Linked DNA regions of Mus musculus: region 1 is linked to region 2. A link is a contact called in public Hi-C data. All regions are on one chromosome and are shown on one strand. The core of a region is the stretch at or near the end of the contact, and the rest is flanking DNA. Distances in the headings are between cores, read along the strand shown.

What was found. Hi-C and Micro-C count contacts between places; a contact is called where the count stands out from the background.
Region 1: a Hi-C map of liver shows a contact between it and region 2, with 2.4 times the contacts expected there. The contact joins two enhancer-like sites. A contact is called at or near these places in 2 of 39 promoter capture datasets (liver and neural stem cells), 1 of 484 Hi-C or Micro-C datasets (liver) and 1 of 115 datasets of contacts at active chromatin or transcription factors (hepatocytes).

The regions. Positions count from the first base shown.
Region 1 is chr2:110,315,873-110,322,551 of GRCm38.p6, forward strand. It overlaps Gm30319 (a long non-coding RNA gene), which reads left to right. Exons shown (of 5, transcript XR_003953886.1): 2 at 3,038-3,124. Among named protein-coding and RNA genes, the nearest start is that of Bbox1, 13 kb to the left of the region's middle. Within about 2 kb of position 3,024, at least 4 of the 459 cell types and tissues checked have an H3K27ac peak or open chromatin away from gene starts, as enhancers often do. A contact at or near this core is called in hepatocytes and liver, where this site is marked.
Region 2 is chr2:109,984,086-109,991,288 of GRCm38.p6, forward strand. Lgr4 (leucine-rich repeat-containing G protein-coupled receptor 4) reads left to right here. Exons shown (of 18, transcript NM_172671.2): 3 at 5,620-5,691; 4 at 7,019-7,090. Among named protein-coding and RNA genes, the nearest start is that of Ccdc34, 30 kb to the right of the region's middle. Within about 2 kb of position 2,211, at least 38 of the 459 cell types and tissues checked have an H3K27ac peak or open chromatin away from gene starts, as enhancers often do. A contact at or near this core is called in hepatocytes and liver, where this site is marked.

The DNA of each region.
Region 1 (6,679 bases), core at 1,774-4,273, 330 kb after region 2:
CCTTTACCAATAGTCTCTCATACACTTAGTTTTAAATCTTCTGGACAAATCCCTCTACTAGCAAGAAGTGACATACCATTGTGGCTAAATTATTATATCTTTAATTAGTAGATATTTTTGAAGTAGATACTTTTGAAGCAGTGTTCACCTGCCAATTGTCCATGTGTGTATCTTCTCTTGATGGACTTCTATTCCAGCCTTTTCTCTCTCTATTGAACTTGTTACTGAGTTGAGGCTCATATACATTTGGATATTAATCCTTAATTAGTTGTATGTTGGTCTAGTTTTCTTTTGTTGTGATAAATACCATGATCAAAGCAACTTGGTTTATCTTAGAACATCCTTACAGGAAAAGTTCCTTATTGAGGGAAGTGAGAGCAGGAAGTCAAGCAGAAACCACAGAGGAATGTAGCCTGCTGGCTCACTCAGTGGCTTATGCTCAACTTTCCTATGCAACCCCTGCCCACTGCCTTGGGATGGCCCTGCCCCATGGTGGGCTGGACCTTTGCTATCACTCATCAATCAGGACAATCTCTTAAACACATGCTGATCTAGTTTGCTTTCTATTGTTGTGGTAAAACACTAGCCAAAAGCAACTCGGGGAGGCAAAGGTTTAGTTCACTTTATTCTGACAGGTAACAACTGTCAGTCATGGAAGGGAACAAGGCAGCAACTCAAGCAGGGCAGGCACCTGCAGGCAGACACAGAAGCAGACACCCCTGAGGACACTGCTTACTGACTTGCTTTTATGGCTTGTTCAGCTGGATATCCTATACAACCCAGGGAGAGCCGTCTAGAGGTGGCCCCTTACACAGTGGGCTGGAAACTCGTTCCCATGTCAATCATTAATCAAGAAAACTCACACTTGCCTAGAGACTGATGTTATGGGAGCATGTTCTCAATTGAGATTCCTGTTTCCATATGACTGGCTTGTATAAGGTTGACAGAAAAGTAACAGGGACTTGAGGGGACAAGTCCACTCTGTCAAAGCAGTTATTCAATTGAGATTCTTTCTTCTCAGGTGACTTTAGGTTGTGTCAGCTTGGCAATAAAACCTAACCAGGACTTGCTTACAAATATTTTAATATATTTCATTGGTCATATCTTCATTTTTTAGAAATTATTTCCTTGGCTGTGCAGAAATGTTTTAGTTCAATATACTTCCAATTGAATATTCTTGTTTGTATTGACTGTTTTCCGTGTTATATCAAAAAGTATTATATAAATAGCATTGCAGCACTATTTACAATGGCTAAGATAGAAATGCTTGTCAACTGATGACCAAATTAAGAAAATGTACCACATACACCATTGAATATGATGAAATGAGATCTTTGTTAATGAATTTGTAGAACTTTGTGTTAAATAATGATAGGTGGGCACACAAAAATAATGCACAATCCCAATGACTGGGGGTCAAAAGGCCAAGATCATAGATTCACAGAGTAAAGAATCATGGTTGCCAGTAGATGGAGGTTGTAGAAAGGACTTTACCAGAGGTAGTTAGTTATATTTAGGAGACCTGAGTAAGTTCAGGACATCTATCACATAGTAACCCTTGTTAATAAAGGGTTAATAAAGCTATCTACTTGAAGATAGCTAAGGCACTAGATCTTAAATGTTCTTAGAAGAAAAAGTAGATATGATAGGTAGTAGAGAGATTAATTTAACAATTTCAGTATATATATATAGAAAACAAAATATGCAGGACAATAACAAACACAAGAAAACACACACACACACACACACACACACACACACACACACACACACACACACACACACAAGCATAATTTGTAGTATAACCAGTAACTTAGCTAAGATAAGTAAACTAGTGTTTCTTGGGATTAAAAAGCCTACTTTTCAAGAACTTGGTCCTTTCTACATTAACTCATTTAAGTCTTTAACTTGATTTCATATGTGTCTTTGAGTTTCTCTTCTGATATTAGTGCTGTGAATTTCAGAAGGAGAAAATGAGCCCAGTGGTTCCTGATCTAAAAGAGGAACACAAATATGTAAAGTCTGCCATAGGCCTCATAGCAGCACAGCTGTCACAGCTACCACACCATCCAAGGGCTTCAACCAGGAAAACAGAGGGGATGTTCTCAGTAGTCACGGGGACATAAGTGAAGAGTAAGGCCATCCAGAATAGCCTAAGGATTCTGCTGGGACAATGGTAGAGGTAGTTCTGCCAAAAGGCCAGTGTAAGCCCCTCACAACCCCAAAGACCTCCAACTGCTAGGTTGCACTCACAGAACACAGCCCTAATGGCTGGACCAAGCCTCAATCCTATAGAGTAAAAAGCCCAAGCTCAAGATTTGAAATTCCACCAATCTCTTGATTTGCCCTAAGCTCTCAACTTGAAATCTCACCAATCCCTTTCCTGGAAATACCCGCACCCAGGAAACCCTATATAAACTGTCTTTTGCTCTATTCTCTTGCCCAAGCAGAGGCAGCCACCCTCCTGGGTTCTTTTCTCCCAATAAGTCTTTTGTATGAGGTTCGGTGTGTGGTATGATTTTGTGGTATTTCTTGGCTCCCCATTGATAGGATACTTTACCCTTCAGAGTTGTAATTCTTTGGGGAAACCTTCCTCAGCTGGAGCAGAGCTGTAACACTTTGGAAAACCTTTTACCACCTGGCCTGGAGCAGAACTATAACCAGGGAAGCCTTAGAGCTGTAACACTTACCAGAAACACCTTTGAGTCTTTCCAATAATAATTACTTTGTGATCAATAACTGTTAGTAGTTATTTTTGAGAATTAAAACTTAATAAGCAAGTTCTGAAATTTTAGTCATTTAACTTTGAAGAATTTTGTGAGAAAAAACCCCCCAGCAACCTGCTAATGAACAAAATGTATTGATATTATGGTTAAAATAGGCAATTTGATGTTTAAAATAGTGTTTCTATATGCAGAAATGTTTGTCTAGGTCATCTGTCAGTGGACTAGGACTTCCACAAGGGCCTTGTGCAGATTTGGCACTGTTCTTACATTAAGCACTCGCAACCAGTAACATGGACCTTGTTCTTCAGCAGGATTCCATCACACCATGACAGAAAGGCTGGTTTAATCTGTTGGACCAAAGGACCTGGCCCAGAGTCTACATCACCTCTCTACTCTAGGTAATGTTATAGAATACAGTACAAGATACACTAGGTTTCTAAAGACTTGTGTATGCTTCTCTGGTCTGTGAGAATTCATTCCCTTTCTTCTGTCCACAGAAGTGCTACACCTTTAGTAGATGTGTGTAAGTTGATAGTCAAGGCCAATCTATATTTATGTGTTATTTAGATAGATGAAGTTAGAGAAATATGGACTCATTTGAATTTCTTAGTGTGTGATGGAAACTGGAATGTGAAGAGATGTGGAAGAATCTAGGATTTCAGGCTTCAGTCTGAGGACTGGGATCTAAAGAATGGTTCCTTCACTACTCTGACAAATTTTGGTCTAGAACATAAAGAATCTTGGAATAAAGGCTATAATGAAGGTACTTTTCAACTTTAAAGGACGGAACATATTTACTAGTCATGTTATATAAACAATGCCATACTAGTAAATGCTTAACTAGAGTCTCTTGGAAAACAAACATGAAAGCAAACATTCACTCCACTGTAGTGTTTGCTGTTTATTGTGATCAAAGATCAAAATGAAGCTAGGCTGACTTATTTTAGTCTACTAACATAATGTTAAATGGAAATTTGGGAAGACTGGTGTATAATTAGTTTTCTCAAACATGTAAGAATTGACTCCAGAGCATTAATGTTTAAATTGTAAGCTTTTGTCCATATGGTATAATGACCTTAATCAGTACTCCTATCATGAGCTCCTAATGCTCCGCCTTAGTGCATAGAAAATACCAGCACACAGCACGCTCTTTTAAACACCTCTCATATAAAAGGTCTGTTAATCATGTGACTCTAGGCACATCATCAATCTACAAATTAATCTGTACTTCACATCTTGCTTGACTAAAGGAGAGAAAGCATTTGAAGAAATCTAGCACAATTCTTGGCACTTTATTTACAACCAATAAATGTTGCTGAAAGAATGAATCATAGGCATCAAGTAAATTTTAATTTTTTTTATTATCATCTTTGGGGAAAATTCAAGCTTTTTAGTTTAAGCTGTTCATAGATGTCTGCAATTTTCTGCATTTGCCTTTAAATCAGAGCCTTTTCTTAGAGAACGCCAGTGGTAGACATCTCATTTTCATGAAGTCCCCAAGGGAGCAAGGCTCACACTGCGTTACTCTTTTTAGAAAGATTGGTAAAATTCCACTTGGCTACATGTCTGTTATCTGAGTCCAGGGAAGGAAAGTTTGTTTTTAGGCTCTGACTTTGTTCTCAGCTGTATTTTGTTTCCCAAGACAGTAACAGAAAAAGGGCTCTGAATTAAAACTTGAGATTTAGTTATTCCGTATGTTGCCCTCTGTGAGGAATGTTTTAAGTTTCGAAAATGAGTGTGTACAAAACAAGGAAGTGCAGAAGATTCAGTGGTGCTCTCAGAAATTTGTCTAATTCCATAAAACCTTCTTTGTGAGAAGTAATTTCTAGGTGTAATTTCTAGCCCATTGGTTGATGAGTTATATAAGCACTGCTGTTTTCTTTGTCTTTTATAGCTGCAGGTATCCAGATTTCAGAGAGGGTTTTTCCTCCTAAATTATTATGTTTCATGGCTGCTTTTCCAACCTTATATGAACAGCTTCTTCATGCTTGATACTTTACCTGACACATAGGAGAATGAATGGCTTCTAAACATGTCAAAGCTCTTGTCTGCGAGTCTTACTTTGCTAGTAAAAACTAGTAATTTCTCCAAAAGAACTTCAAAAAAGGAGAACCCATGATGAGAAAAATAAACATCTTGAAAACTCATTTGGATAGATGGCTGAATGGAAAAGCAGATTTGTAAATATGAACATCATTTTGAAGCAGTCGGGGGAAATCATCGGCAGGTTCACAAATATGATTTGTGACTTGGAAAAGCTTAAGATATTTTCTGATTCAATGATCTGATCTTATAAATGATGAACATGGGATGCTTGCAAGCTAGCATAAAACCAGACGCCATAAGGGAACAATCTAGACATTTCTATTTTTAATATGAGTTAGAATAGGTTGGATATGGTGATAACAGTAATACTGAAACAGCTTAGGGGCTTACCATAGTGAGGGCATTGTTCACATAAGCCTCATTCCCAACACAGGAATCCTGGAGAACCTGCATGATACCCAAGGTTGATGAAATCTCAGTACTTGTGACAGAGCTTGGAAAGCAAGCATGGACAATTATGCATGACGTTTATAGACTCACACTTGCAAGTGACCCATTATAGATCCATTCTCAGTTAATCATGCTTTTCTTGAAGGAGATTAAGACTCTTGTGTTTTTAGAAGGAGAAAAGCTGGAATATTTTTAAATGGTCCAAATATTTGAAAGCCCTTATTAATCATATAATCATAAACAGACTTCAAATGTATTAAGTCATAGATAGGAAGAGCAAACGTGGAACACATTGAGATATAGTAAATTTTACCTTAAAAATAAGATGCTTTGATCATTTGAAAGATTTAGCGGGTCAAAGTGTAGTCACCAACTTACCATGGATACTCACCCCATTAGTACATTTGTAACACAACCCCTACATATAAGGCTCAGGAAGCATTGTGCAAGGGGGCTCAGAAGGATTGTAAAGGAACATCTTATTTCTTCTAAAGACAACATAAAGTGTGGGGGGAAGTAGGGGGGCAGAGGTAGATTTGGGGGAGTTGGGTGGTTGATTATAATCATTATACCTTGTATGAAATTCTCAAACAATAAACTATTGAATTATTTTTAAAGATATACTGATGATTTGGTTAGATAATTTGATTATGGAAAATACATTATGGAATCATGACTGAGTAGTCAAAAATATTTCTCCCATCCTGGAGACCACATTGTTACCTGGCTGAATTAGTAAGAACCATGTTGTTATAGAATATTTATATATCTAAAGAAAGGCCTAGTTGGGATATAAAAAAAACATTGACATAATTATAAATGAGTTGGAGGAATATAACAGCATTTTTTCTGCACTAGTACAAGAACCTGGCAGTACAGGTAGAAGCATTTTTCTTTACAGGACAGATCCAATGGCTGTTTCTTTTGACTAAATCATTAGAGAGTCCAAATCCAACTTGGATTTGATGGGGAAATCAAAGGGAAAAGTGAGCTCACCAGCTTGCTAGGACTATTTGACATTTATACATGAGTATTCTTACCACAATTGAATAAACTTTTCTCAACTTTATATACTTCTAATTATATATTGTAAGGCAACCCCAGTAAATGTCATCAACTCCAGGAAACTGGCATTTTCTGTTCTTCAAATAGACTGTCCATGATTGTGGTAAATTCACCCAGCAAAGGTTACTGAACAAGTCCTTCCATTCATCAGCTTGGGGAATTTCTCTTGGTAACCTTTGACCTCTAACACCCTGCCAAAGATCTTTTATTGCTTGCTTTCTCCATTGGTGTAGTTAAATTTAAAAATCAGAAGTCCACTCCTGAATGCGTTCTTGACTATACAGATAGCTCAAAAAGTATACCCTGAAATGTATAATAAATAAATAATCAATATAATAATCAATAAATGGGTAAGTGAACTGATCAGGTTTCTGAAGAAGAAATACAAATAT
Region 2 (7,203 bases), core at 961-3,460:
CATGTTGGTGGAAGTACTCAACTCAGGCAGTCAGCATGATTTCAGTTGACAGAGGTTGGCACACATGATTATTACAGGGGAAGAAAACTGGTGTGAGTGGTGAGTTATATAGAAAAATTCTGATGTGTTCAGATATGTAACAGTCAATGCTAAGTTGTAGGAGACAAGAACACTGGGTTAAGGTGTAAAAGAAGAGACTTAACATTGATGGTCTAGAAAATTCAGTGGGTGGAAAATGAGGCTTTGAGATTTTTTTTTTTTTTCAGAATTTAACATTAGAAAGCCAGAGATGGGGTCAGATCCCCTGAAAGGAGTCATGGATGGTTGTGACCCATATGTGACTTCTGGGATCCGAACCCAGGTACTCTGAAAAGCAACACATGCTCTTAACTGCTGTCATCTCACCAGCTCCCTCACAGTGTTTAAGTAGGCTGAGGCAGAAGTCTTCTGGAGGTTCGTGGGAGTAGTCCAGGTGACTAATGGAGGATAAACTCATACCACAGAAAGACGATGACGACGAGCTCACGGCTTGGAATCTTGTAGAGTAATTTTCACCATCTTGGGAGCCAGAAGCTACTGAGGTACACAGGTGAAAGACATGATGCCTGGGACTGTCTATGTGTGTTTGCAAAAAGAATTATACCACATCTACCCTCTGCTTTCACCTTGATGGTATTTCCTTAGCAGTTAACAGCTACCAAGGAGTGTACTAATAGTGAACAAAGAGGCATTATATGGAGTAAAATTTTCTGAGATCTTAAGCTAGACCACCAACTAGCCCCAAAGGTAGACAATTGTCTGTGGCACAGAAGGACAAACCCAGGCATGGAATGGGAAACAGCTGCTCTTTGTTAAAAGAGTTTGTACTTTTCCTCAGGATCAGCCACCAGTAAGAGCCCTATATATGGCATTGAGAGGTCTTTCTTATCTCCTTCACTCTGGGCCTTTTTGGCTGAGTGAGGTATGTACTGGTAGTCTGCTGGGAAATTCCCCCATAATTGCAGTCAGAGCTCCTATTGCACACGCAGAGCTTGTCCCTTTGGGCTTCTAGGGCAGAGCTGTTGATACTCAAACAAAGCTGTTAGCTTGCCCATTGCCCAAGTCCATAGTGTTCTGCCTCTCCTCTGAGAATGATTTCCTAATCTTTTGATGACACCACAGAAGCACCTCAGGTCAGGAACAAGTGGATAAACATTGAGGCAGCTGAGCAAGCACTAGAATGCTGGCTCCTTCACTTGGTACCTGTGTGATTTTTGCCAAGTCACCTAACCTCTCTGGTGCTTTAGAAAAGCAGGGATGTTGTTGTCCTGTGATTCTGTGAAAGAACAACTGCATGCTATCTGTTTTGACCACTGCACTTTGGAAGATCTCAGATGTTTGTCTCTTAAGGACTAGGGGACCTTATTCACCCTGCTTTTTATTGGATCTGAACTTGAAGACACAAAGCACCTCCAGGATGTGCTGCTACAAGAAGTGCTGGCTTGTAGGAGCATGCCAACTGAGCAGTCTGTGGAAAGGTTGGTTCTGAGGAGTGAGTGCTGAGACTGCAGCGGGAATCACTCCTTACCACAGCAGCTCCGGGAACTTCAGGAGATGAAGGCCTCATGTGCTCTATTTTCTCCCAAGAAACAAAGCCACCGAGTAGTGTGCCCCCTGGGAGGCATTATCACCCACCCACCACACTCACAGTGTTTATTTCAGTTCTCCAGCTCGCTGGCTTGGGTTTCAGGATAAGCCTCGTGCGAGCACACAGCTCATTGTGTCCGTTCTATTAACGGTAAGCTGAGGCGAAATGGAGTGCTTTTTGAAACCAGGCTACTTTAGCATTTACATGGTTTATAAAGAGGCAGAGATTTGGGGGAAAAGGAAGCAAATATTTTGACTACTGTGGTTAAACAGTCTTTTTTGTTGACATGTTAAGATAATCAGGTGTTGTGTTTTGCCACTTGTTTGGTTACTTAATAAAGCACTCTTTCTCATGGTCATGCCATAGACAGTTAAATTCTCCAAGGAAGCCCATTGATACCAGGATGGGAAAAGCCAGTGTTGGAGACAAGGGGTAAAAACCCCTGGAAAGCTGTGTTTATAGGATTTTGGTCTTGGCGGATGCTTTTAGCTCAGGTTTTAAGGACAGCTGGAGGAGCAGGGTTACAGGACTATGTGAGGCACTCGGGCAAAGACGGCTACTGCCAATTAAGGCCCTTATGGTGCAATCTGAGCTTTGAAAAATGTGGTCTTTGAAATCTGGTGTTCCAATTGTGAGCATTCTTCATTGACTTTGCTGAGGGAGTTTGAGTGGAGCAAATCCTTTCATTGCTCATGTGAAGCTTGCACAGAGTGGGCCACTGGAAGCTGTGTACTGGTACTGGGGGTATTTGCAAAGACCTCTTTTATTTGCTCTGTTGGCCCTGTAGAGATCGACTCCAAGGCCTTGCCCGTTTTAAGCAAGCTCTCAGCTACATCTCCAGTGCAGGGAGGACCACCACAGGACACGTAGCTGGTAAACTCCTAGCTGAGAAGTTTCCAGCGAATGATGTGGTGTACTGATGGGCGGAAATGAAGTGTGGGATGTCCGCTCCATCCTAAGCAGCATTTGTACTTGGCCCGTGAGATTAATGTGCAGTAAGTGGCCAGACGGTAGCCTTGAGCATGTTTAATTTTGTGCTGTAGTTATTTATGGGTTTCCTTCAAGGGAGAAGCGGGGCCATTGGGTGTTTAAAGAGTGTCAGTGAGGCTCCACGGTGAAGCGCTGAGATGATGTAGCATTGCATTGACATTGGCTGCTTGGGGAGGCTTGGGGCAAGAGGAATGTTTTGAAAGAGTTTCATTGAAGAGAGTATAAAAACGACCTTCTTCCATGTTTCTGGTTTGTATGCTAATCCTTAGTAGTGAAAGACTGTGATATTTTAAAAACAGAAACTGGTGTACAGTAGTTTTTTCTTCTTATTTATTCTTCTCTTATACATCCTATCCTGCAAACTTGCAGCTTCATCCTCCCCCATTCCTGTCAGTTCACTACCACCACCACCACCCCACCTCCTCTGGATCCACTGCTCCTCGATTTCCTTCAGGAAAGAACAGGTCTCCTACTGATAGCAGCTGAATGTGGCATAACAGGAGGCAACAAGACTAGACACAAGTCCTCATGTCGAGGCTGGATGAAGCAACCCAGGAGGAAAAGGGTCGCAAGAGCAGGCAAAAGAGTCAAGAGACACCCCCAGTGCCACTGTTAGGAGCCCCACAAAATCCCAAACCTACACAAACCAGCACAGACCCATGCAGGCTCCGTGATTGTTGCTTCAGCCTCGTACAGGAAAGTTTTAACTATTGATTTGTATACTTCTAGCTATATGTGTTGGCATCTGAAGTACTCATGATATGTCTGAATATGGTTATGTTGCACATGGGTTGCAAGTAGCTGTGGAGGCCAGAGGTGTGAGATCTCTCTTTGAGCTGAAACTATGAGTAGTGGTCGGGAGCTGCCCAGTACGTGCCAGGGGTTGAACTCAGGTGCTCTTCAAGATCAGCCCAAGCTTATAACTTTGACGCCATTTCTCCAACCTCTTAAAACTTTGTTTTGAGCAAATAATTCACAAATCGGGCAGTTGCTCACCTGAAATGGCTCAGAAGTTCCACTGAGGAAATGTGAAAGAGGAGATTTTATTGGATCAGCATAGAAAGAAAGCCACGGGGCGGGGGAGGGGGGGAGCTTATCACAAACGCATAGTTATTGTTGTCTACTTCTGATTCATTGAGTTTAAGTGCTTGTTTTCCTTTGACTTAGGCATTCATAAAATATAGCTCAAGTTTTGCTAATGTTTGCAAAGTAAGCAAATGATAAGTCACTTATCACTTAATAAAGCAACTTATTGGTGTTGTCTGCTTAGATTCTTTAGGCTGCGCGCTGCCCTTTTAGACAGTATTTAAAAGGCTGATGGTATGGAGTAGGATGCCTCAGAAGGCATGCCTTCCAGTCAGTCACTGGACTAGAAGGGTGTGATGAGTGATGGCCTACACCCCATGGTACACTTGTGGCTTGACTAAGAATCTGGCATCGTCACCCTTTGCTGAGGAAGCAGTTAATTATCATCCGCACCATTGGGGTTTCTGAGTTGTTTTATTTCATCCATCTGTATAACATATGTCTGCTGTGGACCAGAGGTCATGTAGCGTCAGGTTTTCTCATGCTGCATGCATTTTAAGTGTTATAAAACCTTAGAAGCAAGGCTCTTATAGTAGAATTTCAGGTAGTACTTTTAATTTTAGAGTTTGTAAAGATGTTTTCACTCTGTCCCTAAAATCAAGGTAAATATAGCAGATGAAAGAACGGGGAGATCCTGGGTGGTGTTGTGTTTGCCACTCAGAAGCAACTAGAACTTGATAGTGAATGAAAAAATTCAACAAAGCCTAGGGAAGGAGGGTGCTGACAGAGTGATCAGAGAGAACAAAGGGAATTCTTTGTTTTTTCTTTATCTATTTCATTTTAATGTATAAAGTGTTTTGCTTATATGTACGTATATCTCAGTGGTCACTAAAGGGTCCAGATCCCCTGGAACTAGAGTTACAGATAGTTGTGAACGGTCATGTGGGTGCATGCAACCAATCCTGGTCCACTGGAAGAACAGCCAGTGCTCTTAATAGCTGAACCACTTCTTCAGCTCCTGCATTCTTATTTTTGAGAGAGGGACTCACTGTATATTCCAGCATGGGTTTGATCTTGACACTGTATTATCTTGGCCTTCTGAGTATAGACATGTGCTATCTGACTGGAAATAGACCTTTTTAAAGGAGGAATTATAAAATTTGTCTTATGAATTAAGAAACTAATTGAAACTAAATTATAAATAGAAATATTTAGAAGGAAGACATAGAAAGACTTTTTAAAAATCAATTATAGAATCCAGCTGCTTGAAACTCTAAACCTGGTGGACCCAAGAGGTGGAGTCCTGCACCCCATGACAGGGACATACGACTTCTGTGCCATAGTCCTGAGGAAATAGGAAACGTGGGGAAAGAACACAAAAGAATTCATAGTCTTTCTTGTTTACTTTATCCCCACTTAAATGCTCTACTTAATAATTTCTTCAGGAGAACATTTCTTTAAATGTGTACTCTTAGGCCTTTATTTGAAATCTAGGCTCCCAAACTCTCTTCTTGTCTGGAGTCTGCTGTCCTGGGTTTCTGTGGAGATAACAGGCTGACTTGCCTCCTGAAGGCATTCTTCCCTGACAGACTGCTTTGCTCTGCTCTGTGTAAACAGTCCTGCCTGCCGGCTAGTGGTCTGTATTTATGAGCCCCACCGAAAGCACTGCAAGCTGCAGAGTGACCGTGAATAGCAAACTTAATTTGGCTTAATGTGTTTTGGCTTGCTTGACCTCACCAGAATAAAAATGTGCCTACTTAAATTATTGTATTGGAAGTTAAAAAAAAAAAATCTAGACATTCTTAATTCACTGGAAGAATCTTGGGACCACTTTAGCAGAGCTTTAAGTCCCTGCTTAATGTCATGTCGTCCTGAGAAATGTTTAGCGTAGCATTTTAATCACAGATAAGGTTACTGTGGATTCTGAAATTTAACTTTGAATTGCTATTTTTCTCTTGTTACTTTTTTTTTTCTAGACAACTGGCTGGTAACGACCTTTCTTTTATCCACCCAAAAGCCTTGTCTGGGTTGAAAGAACTCAAAGTCCTGTAAGTAATGCAGTTTTAGAACTTCACAGCTGGCTGGGTATTTTCTTTCTGCATAGTCAACATACTTGGAGCTAGGTTAAGCACAGTTTCTTTTCGTTGAGGATTAAAAGATTTAAGGCATGGCCAGTGGGTAGGGGAGCAGACTAGAGGTTGGTCTAGATAACGAAGGTTAGAAATCTACATAGTAAATATTCAGAGCTCCACGGCATCGCAGAGCTGCCATGCTGCTGATGTATTGAATGGAAACCATATTTAAGCTTCATTGGTAGAGTTTCATTTCTACTTACTTTATAGCTACAAGGGTTTTCAATTAGCCAACTCTAAAGGGAGAGATCTTTAAAAGTGCTTTACATGTTAAAAGTATGTGAGAGCTGAAGATATTGAATCACATCCATGGTTTATAAAGATATTTATAAAGATGGTCAGAGATCAGAAGAGAAATTGCTGGCCATGCAGGAGCTTGGAGGGTGACAGACTGACGGTCATGTGGGTTGACAGCCACCGTTGCACCTACTTTAGTCACTACTGCTCTGGGCACAGCCACAAGGCCCCTGGTTCAGAGTGTTTATGTGGTCCTGCTACTTCTTCTGTTCTGTGCTTACGATTCAAGTCAAAGAGTTATTAACAGGGCAAGAGTGGCTGTAGGAAAAAATGGAAAAGATTTTGTTTTTCACAGAGCTGTCTGCCTTTGTTCTTCAGGTCTCAGCTCTCCCCTGACTGAGACGTAATGATGTCCATGCTCATCCCACAGGCACTGCAGACATTGCTGCTGCTCCACAGGCCCAATGTCTGCTCTCCTTGCAAACTGCCTTTCTCTATCTGATGCCCAGGTTTCTAGGCTCTGCTTTCTAACGTTTTGAGAAGACATTAGAAATTCTAGCCGGGCGTGGTGGCACACGCCTTTGATCCCAGCACTTGGGAGGCAGAGGCAGGCGGATTTCTGAGTTCCAGGACAGCCAGGACTACACAGAGAAACCCTGTCTCGAAAAACAAAAACAAAAAACAAAACAAAACAACAAAGAAATTCTGATGGGTTTGTTGAGGAGAGTAAATTTGTTACGCAGCCTAGTGAATCTTAGCTCGGGTGTCTAGGAAAGAAACAAGCCCTGGAAACGTGGAGCAGCTCCGTTATAGATGGCCTGGAATAGCATCATCTCTGAGTTTACAGCAAATGCTTAACATCTCGCAGTTCTCTTGCCTTAGATGCTTTCCACCCCACCCACCCCAATTTTGATAATTTTTAGGGAAAAAAAATGGCTCCATATTCTTATATGGAAAAAAATGTTAACAATTGGTAATTAACCACTAACCAAAAATTTCCTTCTAGAACCCTCCAGAACAATCAGTTGAAAACAGTACCCAGTGAAGCCATTCGTGGACTGAGTGCTTTGCAGTCTCTGTGAGTACCCTTTGTCTTCTGCATCTGTGGGTCATTGGACGGCCACTCTGGCTGCTAAGTAAATAAGGAACGGAAACCCCAAGGCCGAGCAGATTTAGGAGATTTATCCTCTT